3 separate regions of the Mus musculus genome follow, and all the other regions are linked to region 1. Evidence: chromatin contacts called from public promoter capture Hi-C data. All regions are on one chromosome and are shown on one strand. The core of a region is the stretch at or near the end of the contact, and the rest is flanking DNA. Distances in the headings are between cores, read along the strand shown.

Evidence for each region. Promoter capture Hi-C pulls out the DNA fragments that hold promoters and counts their contacts. Capture Hi-C pulls out chosen DNA fragments and counts their contacts.
Region 2: a contact with region 1 is called in a promoter capture Hi-C map of liver, with 3 times the contacts expected there. The contact joins the promoter of 4932437C15Rik here to the promoter of Lhpp in region 1. A contact is called at or near these places in 12 of 39 promoter capture datasets (the 3T3-L1 cell line, 3T3-L1-derived adipocytes, the C10 cell line and 8 more), 1 of 15 datasets of contacts at CTCF or cohesin (pro-B cells), 2 of 115 datasets of contacts at active chromatin or transcription factors (embryonic stem cells and microglia) and 5 of 9 other capture datasets (adipose tissue, embryonic stem cells, liver and 2 more).
Region 3: a contact with region 1 is called in a promoter capture Hi-C map of pre-B cells, with 5 times the contacts expected there. The contact joins the enhancer-like site here to the promoter of Lhpp in region 1. A contact is called at or near these places in 17 of 39 promoter capture datasets (the C10 cell line, the HPC-7 cell line, HPC-7-derived erythroid cells and 9 more), 1 of 15 datasets of contacts at CTCF or cohesin (large pre-B cells), 2 of 484 Hi-C or Micro-C datasets (embryonic stem cells and nephron progenitors), 5 of 115 datasets of contacts at active chromatin or transcription factors (all in embryonic stem cells) and 4 of 9 other capture datasets (adipose tissue, embryonic stem cells, liver and 1 more).

What each region holds. Positions count from the first base shown.
Region 1 is chr7:132,608,784-132,612,762 of GRCm38.p6, reverse strand. Lhpp (phospholysine phosphohistidine inorganic pyrophosphate phosphatase) reads right to left here and starts at 2,120. Exons shown (of 7, transcript NM_029609.1): 1 at 1,933-2,120. The coding sequence starts at 2,057.
Region 2 is chr7:132,999,531-133,003,509 of GRCm38.p6, reverse strand. 4932437C15Rik (a long non-coding RNA gene) reads right to left here and starts at 2,122. Exons shown (of 2, transcript XR_378552.2): 1 at 1,780-2,122. All of the region lies in intron 1 of Ctbp2 (C-terminal binding protein 2), which reads left to right.
Region 3 is chr7:132,899,322-132,903,300 of GRCm38.p6, reverse strand. The region is part of intron 1 of 1500002F19Rik (a long non-coding RNA gene); the gene reads left to right. It overlaps Gm46003 (a long non-coding RNA gene), which reads right to left. Exons shown (of 2, transcript XR_001778301.2): 2 at 979-3,979. Among named protein-coding and RNA genes, the nearest start is that of Gm46003, 4.4 kb to the right of the region's middle. Within about 2 kb of position 2,275, at least 16 of the 459 cell types and tissues checked have an H3K27ac peak or open chromatin away from gene starts, as enhancers often do.

The sequences.
Region 1 (3,979 bases), core at 871-3,370:
ACTGTCCGGCTCAGTTATTTCTAGTAAACAAGTCAGAACAAATACCCAGAATTGTACCCACTACTGCAGTGCCAATTTTGTCTTCTCACATAAGGTAGCAGCACTTGGTTCTACGAAGTCTCAAAAAAAAAAAAAAAAAAAAAGAAAGAAAAAAAGTGAACTTGTTCCCAGTTTTATCAAAAAAAAAAAAAAAAAAAAAAAGAACCTATTGGTATAGTTTGAATTTGCATTTCTAATGCAACGGGTGGAGCATCTTTCCTGCGCTGAGGGGGTCACCAGTGTCTCTTTCCTGGTGAGTCTTCTGTCTTCTGTCCACATTCTCACTCAATGGCTGACTTTTTTGATTTATATATTCTGGGCCATAGATGTGAAAGCTTTCTTGGCAAGATGCCAAAAGAAACCTCATTTTCATTATACATATTTGTACATGTATCCATGTTCATATGTGTGTGTGTGTGTGTGTGTGTGTGCGTGTGTGTAGATACACATGTATGACACCGGTAATCTCAATTGGCAGCTCGATGAGAGCTAGCATCATCCAGAAGACAAGCATCTGGGCCTGTCTGTGGGTGGACTCTCTTCAGCTGTTAATTAAAGTGGGAAGTCACTTCCTACAGGTGGCACTATCCCGGGGCTTATATGCTTTGGCACTATCTTCACGTATACTCATCTATGGTGAGTGACTCAGTTTATTCATTTGAGCACAAACTATGGTCTACCTTCCTTCCAATGAGATCCTCATAACGTCCTGGCTGCTTACATCGTCCAGTGTCTGTCCCGCTACACTCTAAGAGGGGCCTCCACAGAATTAACTGCTCATATCCAAGGCTCAGTGAAACAAAGCCAGCCTTAAGTTCTGGAGTTAGTGGAGACAATGTAGAAGCCAGAAAGACATGTAAACTGGACTTTCACCCACCCAGAAGGTCTAGGTGTTTCCTAGGACTAGCTGTCCCATACCAGTCCCTTTCACTGTGCTACAAAACATAGTCTGTGTCCTTGTTACACCATCAGTGCCACCCCTCTTGCTCAAGTGTTCTCTCTCTCCACAACCATACGCGCGCGCGCACGCACACACACGCACACACACACACACACAAACAGATAAGTAGGGGAGGGCCTCTCGGGATCAAAGGACTTACTTAACTGCAAATAAGTAAATAGTGCTAGTTAGGTCAGGGTACCCCAGAGAGTGATATTGAGAGAATAATGCTAAACAATGAGCAGCCTCCAACTGCTCATCCACATTACACAAAGCTATCTGCGGACCAAAGACAAATAGCCCAGGTTTAATGCCAATTGTGGTCTCTGACAGCATTCTGCATTGGCAAGGTGTAATGAGCCAGACCCCTTGTCCTCCTCAAATCAAAACCAATACAAGAGAATTAGATGGCTAGCCATGTATATGATTTAAAGTTTTCTAAGAGAAACAGGTGGATCATTTGAATAGTTTACTTAGCCTAGTATATTAAAAATAGTCACTTAAACGTGTAAGCAACATCAAGAAATATTTTAAAGTAACTTTTCCATTTATTTACTTTTAAGATGGAGGACATGCATGGAGGGCAGAGAGAGGCAACTTACGGTAGCCACCGTTCTTATTCTACCATGTGGGTCCCAAGAATTGAACTCAGGTGTCACACACAACTGGCAATGAGTGTCTTTACCCATGGAGCCATCTCCCCGGCCTAACAGGTTGCAATATTAATGAGATAGTCTACACTTTTTGAATCTGTATTTTACTTGCAAGTTAACCAACTGCTTCCAAAACACAGCTTCAACCCATAAATGCCTAGGACCAACCCAACCTTCCCCCGACAAGGTTCCTAGCCAGCCTGAGGGGTGGAGCTAGCACTCGAGAAGGCGGAGCTAGCGCGAACGCCCCGCCCCCGGTAGTTGACACAGCCGGGAACCCCCTGCATTGAGCTCACTAACCTCGCCACTGCCTCCACAGAGCCTGCGATAGCGGTTGCACCGCTTGCGCTGCTATCACATAGCACCCCGGAGATGTCAAGCAGCACTCCCCGCACGCCCGTCAGCCGCTCAGCCCATGCGGCCATCGTGTCCAGCTATAAATCCGAACTCGGCGTCGCCGCTGCTTTTATCCCGCAGCCACGCCTCCCGCGCGGGGTTGCCTGGGAAATGTAATCCGCGGCGGGCGGGCCGGGAGCAAACTGGGAACCACGTGGACCAGCCTGACGCTTGACTATCAGGAAAAGCAGTGAACGCATCCTGCGGAAGGAGTTCAAACCCCTAAGAGTCAGGACATGACAACTTGAAATGAAAAGTGAAACAGTCCAGGAGGGATGGCTCTCACCTGTAATCCCCAGCAGGGCTGAGAGTGTGAAGCCAAGATGCCACAAGGGGGTAAAGGTGTTTGGCACAAAACTTAACTTTAATTCTATTCCCAGGACCCATACAATAGCAGGAGAAAACCTATTCCTGACATTGTCCCCAGATCTCCCCACGAGTGCATGCACACACACGTATACTAATTAAATAAATGAAATTTTAAGTGTTGGAGACATCCTAGCCTCAGTAGTGAGGTTCTGTCTCAAAAATGGAAGAGAGAGGGAGAGATCTTGCAGGCGGTTAGATGGCACCATCCAATTCCTTGGAAACACACTAAAGGAACGTGTGCAAACAGAATGACTGCGGTGTAAATAAATGATAATGCCAAGACAAGCTGAAGAAAATTAATGTAGAGGATACAGGTTGCATATCAGAGATGCTGAAAGAAATGTGCTGAAAGAAAGATCAGCCAGGGGAGGTGGCAGAAGCAGCTGAAGCTCTCAGAGTTTGAGGTCAGCCTGTTGCGAGTTCCAGGACAGCATGGACTACACAGAGAAATCCTGTCTCAAAAAAAACAAAAAAACAAAACAAAACAAAAAGAGGGGAAGGGGATTGGAGAGAGAAGGGGGAGGGAGGGGGAAGACAGGGGGGAGAGGGACAGAAAGGGAGAAGGAGAGAGAGAGAGAGACTCCCGCTAACTACCTTGGAAAACTCTTCTGTTCTAACATTATATGAAAAACACAAATTCAAAAGTTATATGCAGACAACAGCCTTGCAAAAATAAAGAGCATGGTAATATGAGTAGAAAAAAACACCAAATTTTATGTGTCTCGGGAGGCCAGAAGAGGGTGTTGATCCCTGAAACAAGAATTATATATAGACCCTGATGATTAATGATGTGGGTGCTGGGACTGAACTCTGGTCCATCTGAAAGACCATCCAGTGCTCTTAACCACTGAGCCACCTCTCCAGCACCCAGAATGTTAGAACTTTAACGCATTTCAACAAAGTGTGCATTATTCTTTTGATGAGCTTACCAGAGGAGCTGCTCGCAAGAGAAATAAAAGGTATAATGTCTACCCTGAGTGGGTTTACTGTGCTAGAGATCAATATTATACAGAGAGACTGAAGAAGCTGCTCTAACTTGAGAAAGTTTGCTTACATCGGGCAAGAAAGAGCTTACAGATTTGGGGGTTAGGAAGTGAAGGCTGGAGAATCAGGCTGGAGTCCTGCATAACCAGGAGTTATGTGTCTATAAATCCAATAATCACTGAAGGAAAACCCCAGACTCAAATAGTAATGCAAAGGCAGAAGGTTTATTCTGCGGAAATTACCAGCATGCAGGGGCCAACCGTTCGTCAAAATGGTTTGCAGACCCCTTTTATGCAGGTCTAAGGGAATTTTCCAGAAAGATTAGGTAATCTCCAATATGATTGGTAGGGGCAAAACAGTGACATTAGTACAATTTTGATTGGTTGCTAAGTTAGTTTCATTATAATTGCTGAAACCTTGAGGAATTTTGTCAACCAGCTCAGTTCTGGCCTTGTTATCTCCTCCAGCTGGGTATCCCAGGAGCTGACTCAGCTCCAGACTTTACCTCCCTAAGTCACAGCCATCATTGGCTAAAGGCCCATTGTCAATGGCTCCTTCTGGGAAGCCCAGCATGCTTCCTGGGGAAGTGAAAATTTTT
Region 2 (3,979 bases), core at 873-3,372, 390 kb before region 1:
TTTTAGACATGGGTCCTTTTCCTTCTTCAACTTTACACATGTATTATTCAAGAAAATGGTAAGTGCTCCTCAGAATACAGGGCAGGCTTGTGGGCCAGGATCACCACATTCCCTTCCTGCTAATACTTCCGGAAGCATGACAGCCATGGGATCCCAAGCCAGGAAATGGCCTTCCTTAAGCACCAAGGGTCGTCTGTGTGTTGTGTTACTGTAACTGCAGGTTAGCCATAATATCCCATTAGTTTAAAGGAGTTGATGGCACATCTGCTTGTAGCTCTGTCTGTGTGTTGGGTGAGAGCATGTGTTTCTGGATATGCAGCGTCATACAGGAGTACAGTGCCTTTTTTTTTTTCCCTCCTGTCTATATGACAGGGAGACTAGGTAGCCAGAAAGCAGCCAGCATCTCTCCGGAAGTCACTTGGGATCTACAAGGCCTTGGAACCTTGAACCTGGCTTCACTGAGGTGGCCAGCACAAATGTGAACATCTTGGCTTAGTGTTGGCTTTGGTTTTCTCTGAGTTAACATTACTGAGATAGCTTCAACTCTGAGCACCCAGGGACCGGCAGCAGCCTGGCTGCAAACTGCAGCACCATGGTACCATGCAGATGAACAAGGCCCCCGTATTGTATAGAGGCAATCCTGGAGCCAGCTAGTAATTGACACCAGGGGGACTAGCTGAGCTCTCTGCCTCACATATAATGCTGGGTAGGCCGTTGGCAGCAGGGCACTGACCAAGTTCCTGTAACAAGCCTAATTGTTGCTGGACAGAGCAAGTCTTTGGGGAATGTAGAGGGACACATTACCATTTTGGATAGTCATTGAACACCTTGTCTGGTCAGGTGTCTCCCCAGTGGGGAAGGCTGAGAAGGGCAGAAGGGCGGCAGCATTGCCGGGTCTTTGCCAGTCTTAGAATTTAGACATGTGGGACGGCCTTGAGCAGTGTCTTGTACCTGGGAGCCTAAACTCCATTTTGGAAGGAATCCTCATTAAGCACCGTGCCTTTGGCTTCCTTCCCCCAAATTCCCCTAGGTATTGAAGAAATGAGCCATGGCTCCAAGCCAGTGGTCAACCTAATCCCCACCTCTGAGGGCCACGTGCGTATCATGCTAATGTAGTTTACAGTGGGATGTACCTAATATATTAAAAATGGTTCAGTTTGTCAGAATTGTTGAAAGAGATGGGAAATCTGCTGGTAGCTGTCTGTGTTTGGGCCTCTGCCTTTGATTTTGTGTTCCCTGATATGCAGATGACGTGTTCCCAGTTCTCCTCACACCTGGTGCCAGGTGGCTCCTGTCACCTACCCTGCCACCCCTGTTTAGCACCCTTTCCCAGCCGATAGGTCTCTACACACACACACCCCACCCCACCCCCTTTAGTTTGCCCTGCTATTAGCAGATTGGCCGCTGGGATTCATACCTCTAGCCTTAACAAGATGTACCACGGACCCACCTCAGCCTAGGGAAAGAACAAAGAATGGGATTCACCAAAGAAAAAGGAGACCAAGTCAGGAAGGGAAACGATCACTAGGCAACCTGGAGTCTGTTACCCGGGTAACAGATACATGCTCTGATATTGCAGATGGACATCTTAGTTGGTGGCTCTCAGCCACTCCAGATGCACTGGATGATGGCTCTTGTCCCCGGTGCTGTCCCCCTTGGCGAGGTGGGGTAAATTACACCTAAATCTATGCCTAAACTTCTGACTTTGTGCAATGAACCAACCTGTTAGCCCCTTTAAAGCCAAGCTTTTTACAGACTGTGAGTGTAGGGGGTTCTTACTTGTGTGTCCTGGTGCTGCCAGCCCCTCTACCCACGTCTTGGAGTTTGGCCCTCAGTAGAGAGCAGGCAGGGCTGATGTCACTCAGGCTCATGTGCCACAGCCTGAGTGCTCATCTGCTGAGCGGATGGTGCTCCATGGCTGATTGACTCCAGGATGAATCCAGGTAGAGCTGTGTGAGATCACTGCCACCTCACTTGCCCCTCTGTGACCTGGGCACAGTAGCCATCTCCAGCACCTCACCTTGACCTACTAAGGATAGGTGGGGCATTTTAGGGCTTTTGTTTTTTCATAGGGCTAAGCTGTCCGTTATAAGAACCATGGACCAGTGAGGGCATATAGGGTAAAAGGATGTTAGCACTTGAGACCACTTGGGCACCTTACTGTACTTATGGGTCAGAGATTCTCAGGTAGGTGGCGGGTGCATAGAAGGAATGCCTCAACATCAGGACCTGACTGCCGTTCAGTCAGTGATGGTTCATGATTCCCTTCCAACCCCAGCTTGTTCTAAACATTCTCTCTGCTCTAGGCCCCTAGTCTGTCCTGAGATGGTACAGGGATGATGTGGTTGGTGGTAAGAGTACCAGAGGAGTGTGTGGCTAGCCTGTGAGGTACAAGAGGATCCATGCATGTCCAGTTAGGAGGGTCGTCTTCGTGTTTCTATTGCTGTGGACCAAACACCACTTGTGGAGGAGAGGGTTTATTCCAGCTTGTGACTGCCAGGTCACAATCCATTGCTGAACGAAAGCAGGGCAGGAACTGAAGCAGAAGAGCGCTGCTTACAGGCTTGCTCCCATGGTCGGTTAAGCCTTCATCCAGGACTACCAGTCCAAGTGGTGATACTGCCCACAGTGAGCTGGGTCCCCCACATCAATCATTAGTCAAGACAATGCCCCTTAGCAAAGAGGCGGAGGCCTGAAGGTGAGTTTGCTTTTGCAAAAGGCTCCTGCTTTGAGTGTCTCAATGGTCACATAAAGGCCACATGGCTCCTAGAACAACCTGTGCTCCATATAGGATCTGAGGGGACACTTCACCTAGGGACAGCCACGTTCTTCCATATGTTGGGCAGCCTCTGAGAGGATAAACAGACTTGGAGGAAGGAGACAGCCCAACTTGGAGCCTCTGCAAAAGGGGAGAGGCAACAGCCCTGGCCACAGATCTCCCTGTACATGGTGTGGCTGTTAGGCTGCTATGAGACTTTATCTGGATAACTGAAGGCTGTCCTGTTTAGTCCATCATACTTATCTCCTTCCTTGACAAGGAAACAGCTGGCCTAGGGAAGTGTCCCCAAATCTGGGTCCAAAGCAGGAGGCTGTGAGGACTCCAGGCAAGGAGAGGCTGGGAAGTACAACAGTCAGGAAACCCTCCCTCCCCCACCCCCTCCCCCACAGGCAGGTGACCCCAAAGGTACAGTGATGTCATGTCGATCAGGTGCTGTGCTGTGGGTGTCCCCAGTCTGCTGTCTAGACAATTGAAGGGGAAGGGGCCTGGGCCGAGCTGCGTCCTAGAGGACCAGAGAATATGCACTTGAGTATCATAGGGCGTACTAACGAGGGCCACCCCTGTCCCATTTCCAGAATGGCCCTGGCTATCTCACTTCACAGGGTGATTGATAGGCTTGGGCTGCCTGCTGGCCCTAGGAGTTCTCTGGAAAGTTCTTTCAGAACAAAGACACCTGCAAGCTTCCTCCATTTGACTTTATGCTGGCCTGTTTTTTGTTTGTTAGTTTATTTGAAGACCCAGGTCACGTGAGGAGGCATGACAGCAGGCCTGTGCCCTATGAGGGTGAATGACCCTGTTGTGTGGCCTCCGTCTTGGAGGCCTTGGGTTTGACTTGGAAGTATCAAGACTACACTCAGCTCCATGTTGCCTCTTTTTTTTTTTAAATGGGACCTGGGTTATATTTATGTGTGTGTGTTCATTCACACATGAAAATCATAAGATAACTTAGAAAGTCAGTTTCCCTTGTACACTGTGGAGGTCAAACTGCGGTCATCAGGCTTGGTGGCAAGTGCCTTTGCCTGCTGAGCCATCACCCCAGCCCAGAGTATTACGTTATGGGACAATTCAGGTGAGCTACACAAATGTCCTCCTATCTATCATTTGTGTGTGTGTGTGTGTGTGTGTGTGTGTGTGTGTGTCCCTAGTCTTAGACGTGACTTCATGCCAGAGCCCTGCACTTAACCCACAGTCATTAAACCT
Region 3 (3,979 bases), core at 1,026-3,525, 290 kb before region 1:
GGACACCCTAAAATGAATTGTGAAGGAAAAGTAGGAGCTATAGGGACTTCAGGAAGCTCCCCCTTTCTCCTCCTCCCCCCACCCTCTCTTTTGAGGCAGTCTTTCACGCAGTCCAGGCTCTCCTCCATCCTGCTCTGGTTTTTGTTTGGTTTGCTTAGGTTTGATTTGGTGTGGATTGGTTTTTGTTGTTTTGTTTTGTTTTGTTTTGTTTTGTTTTGCTTTGTTTTGTTTTTGAGACAGAGTTTCTCTGCATAGCCCTGGCTGTCCAGGAACTCTCCCTGTAGCCCAGGCTGGCCTCAAACTCACAGAGATCTGTCTGTCTCCACCTCCGAGAGCTGAGATTAAAGGTGTGCTCCACCACTGCCTGGCTTCCATCTTGCTCTGCAATGGATTGTACTCACTACTTTTCTGTTGCTGTGATAAGTCACCGTGACCAAAGGCAGCTTAAGGAATAGAGTGCCCCCCTACCCCCGCTTCTGGTTCCAGAGGGATGAGAGTCCATGATGGTGAAGCTGAGGCATGGCATCAGATGACAGCATTGGCGTCAGGAACAGGAAGCTGAGAGCTCAGGTCCTAAACCACAAGCAAAGAAATCCACCTGGAAGTGGTGGGAGGTTTGGACTCTAGGAGCCCAGCCCTAGCAACATACTTAGGGACCAATTATTCACATGCCTGAAACTATGGGGAACATTTGTCATGCAAACTTCCACACCATCTCCACCTCGAAAATGTTGGGATTGCGATTATGCACATCTTCGTACACAGCAATGTGGGTTTTTTTTTCTTTTCTTTTTTTGTTTTTGTTTTTTTGTTTGTTGGTTGGTTTTTGAGACAGGGTTTCTCTGTGTACCCTGGCTGTCCTGGAACTTGCTCTGTAGACCAGGCTGGCCTTAAACGCACTGAAATTCACCTGCCTCTGCTGGGATTAAAAGTTTATACCACCACTCAGCCCTTTTTTTCCCTACTCTTTTTTTTTTCTTTTGCAGCTATGCTCTTGTAGTCTAGGTACTATTACATTTGCTATTAGCCAATATAGAACTCTACCTCTACCTTCTGTGTGCTGGATGAAGTTACAGGTCACCATGTGCTGGGTATCACACCTGGAGGGCTGTGCATACTAACCAAGGACTCTACCAACTGAGCCACACCCTGAGCCCTCTTAACATTCTCAACCTTGTAGCAAGTCACAGGCCTTCCACCCTCCGTGCAGAGCTCCTCTGCTAATTCTCCCCTCCCAGATGACACTTAGCACATCCCACCGACAGCGTTGAGCAACAGCCCTCATTTTAAGTAGCGAAGAGCGCGGTTCAAGGTAAACCATAATGCTATGCCAATTTGAAGCTTCCCCCAAGCAGAGCTGAAGGAGTTGAGATCCATTTTCTCTGTCCCCCACAACCCATCTCCATCCCCACCTGCAGCGACTCTCACTTTAGAACAGGGAAGAGGAAGGGTCAGTAGAAGAGCAAAAGGAAACAGAGTGTGGTGGCACAAAGCGGTAGTCCCAGAGAGCAAGAGGCAGAGGCAGGTGAACGTTAAGTTCTAAGCCAGGCTGGCTTACCTAAAGACCCTATCTCACAAAACCCAAACCAGCACAAGCTACCAAACAACAGCACCACAAGTATATTTCTACTTGGCTCCTCCTTTTCACACTGTTCTCACTGTCCTCTGTGATGGCAGATTTGTAACTGCTGTCTCCTTCAGTGTACATTGAAACTGGGGACTTGGGGGGGGGGGAGGTGGTAAGGGCCCAGCTATCCCTCCAAAGCTGACTTCTAGCATCACACAGCCCTGATGCAGGTGACTCACCATCTGGCTGACCTCACCTCATACCCTCAGCTGCTGTGTCACCCTCACACTCCTTCAGAAATGACATTCAGCCTTCTCTCACTTGCCTAAGAGCTTTGCCAAGTTTATCTCTAGTGGCTCTGTTGGGGAGCTCTTCAGAGCAGCATGAGGATGGGCTGCCAGTCTCCCCTCTGGCAAGCACCCCAACTCCTTAGGGTTGTAAGGTACTGGCCACACCCCCTCCCTCAGCCACAGCACCACTGCCTCCCAGTCCCACTTCCCTGCCTATTATCTTTTGTGGCAGGGGTGGGTAGCAAGGCAGCCTGCACAACCGGTTTGTTTCACTCAGCCACTGCTGATGCCATTGTCCCATTCCTCTCTCTAGTATAGGGATACAAGAGTCACAGGTCTCTCTTTGGACACAGAAGTTGCTTAAACCAACTGCTCAGGGTCATGTGATGGGACTTGTCATAGAAAGAGGCTTTGCTTTGTTGACACCTTTAATGTGGAAACTCATTGCTGGTCTAAGAATAGGTGCCTGTTGAGTGCTCAGCCCTAAATGGCACATGACATCTATATCACCTGATACAGGGAGTCTCTGAAGATGGGCAGAAAGGATGTAAGAGCTGGAGGTGGGAAGAGTTTCGGGGAAGACTATGTTCAGGAGTTGACATGGCAGCTGCACCCATGACCTCATAGCAGCTAAACACAGGAAAAGAGCCAGAAGTGGAGGCCCTGCATCAGCTCCCAGGCTGCATGATCACCAGCCCCACATTGTGCCCTTCCCCAGCCTTGAGCAGGCTAAATAGACCCTAAATGTTTGCTACAGTTGAACCTTAACCACCTAGGTGGAGTCTTCAGCCTTGCAGCACCTGCAATTTCCTACAGGAGTAGATTGCCTGCTGACTTTGCTTTGCAACATAATCCAACTGAAACAAAGCAGAAATAATCCAGTTGAAACAAAGGATGGGTCTGTGGGTTCTCCCTATATAAATACAGTGCTCAATATTAAACTTTGAGCATTGATCAGAAACTTTTGCCTTGGCTTCATCCTTCTCTCCCCTTTCCTTTTTCATTTCCAGTCCCCCTCTGTGGTATACCCAGCTTGTCCATAGCTGCTGGACGACTACACCAAATTCTGTTTTAAGCATTACAGGCAGGTACAGCTGATCTCTGAGGGCTGGCTTGTAAAGACCAAGAGCCTTTGCACCAAGAATCCAGGAGGCAGGGCCTTCAAAGAGTACTTATAGAGGGGCAGGGCCCCTGGACAGACAGGAGATCATCATGAGTTCCAGACCTGCCCGATGTTCATAGCAGACCCTGTCTCAAAAGAAGAAGGAAGAAGAAGAAGAAAGAAGGAAGGAGGAGGAGGAGAGAAAAAGACATTTTAAAAAGATTTATTTATTCATTTTATTTTGTGTCTATATGTGTTTGCACCTACTCATTTTATTTCATCTGTATATTTGTGTACCTGAAGGTACATATGTTCACTGTGTGAGCCAAAGAGCGTCAGGTCCCCTGGAACTGGAGTCACACACGGTTGTAAACCTCAAACGTGGGTGCTGGGAACATACCTCAGGTTCTCTGAAAAAGCAACAAGAGCTGGTAACCACTGAGCCATCCATCCCCCAGAGAAGAAAACTTACAGAACTACTCTGTAGATGAAATAAGACTCTCTTGCTCAGCAAGGTGGCGCACGCCTTTAATCCTAGCACTCAGGAGGCAGAGGCAGGTGGATCTCTGTGAGCTGGAGGCCAGCCTGGTCTCCGACATAGTCAGTTCCAGGAGAGCCAGGGCTACACAGAGAAACCCTCTCTTGAAAAAACAAAAATAAAAGCAAAAACAGAACAAAGGAGCATAAGAAGACTTTACTTCTAAAATGAACTTTGGGTTTTGGGGAACTGGTTTATTTTTGAGAATACTGTACTGTACTGTGTACTGTACTAGAGCTTGCTGTATAGACCAGGCTGCGAACTTCCCACAAAATCATAAAGATCTCTTGCCTCTGTCTCCACAGTGCTGGGATTAAAGGCACGTGTCACCACAGTCCGTTTTAATTTTGAATTTTTATTTATTTCATGAATTTTATTTAATTCATGAATTTTGAAGCAAATGCATGATAACTTTGGTAATATTGGAGACTTACATGTTTTAATTCTCATACAATTTCATATGTATAAAATGTTCTTCAATC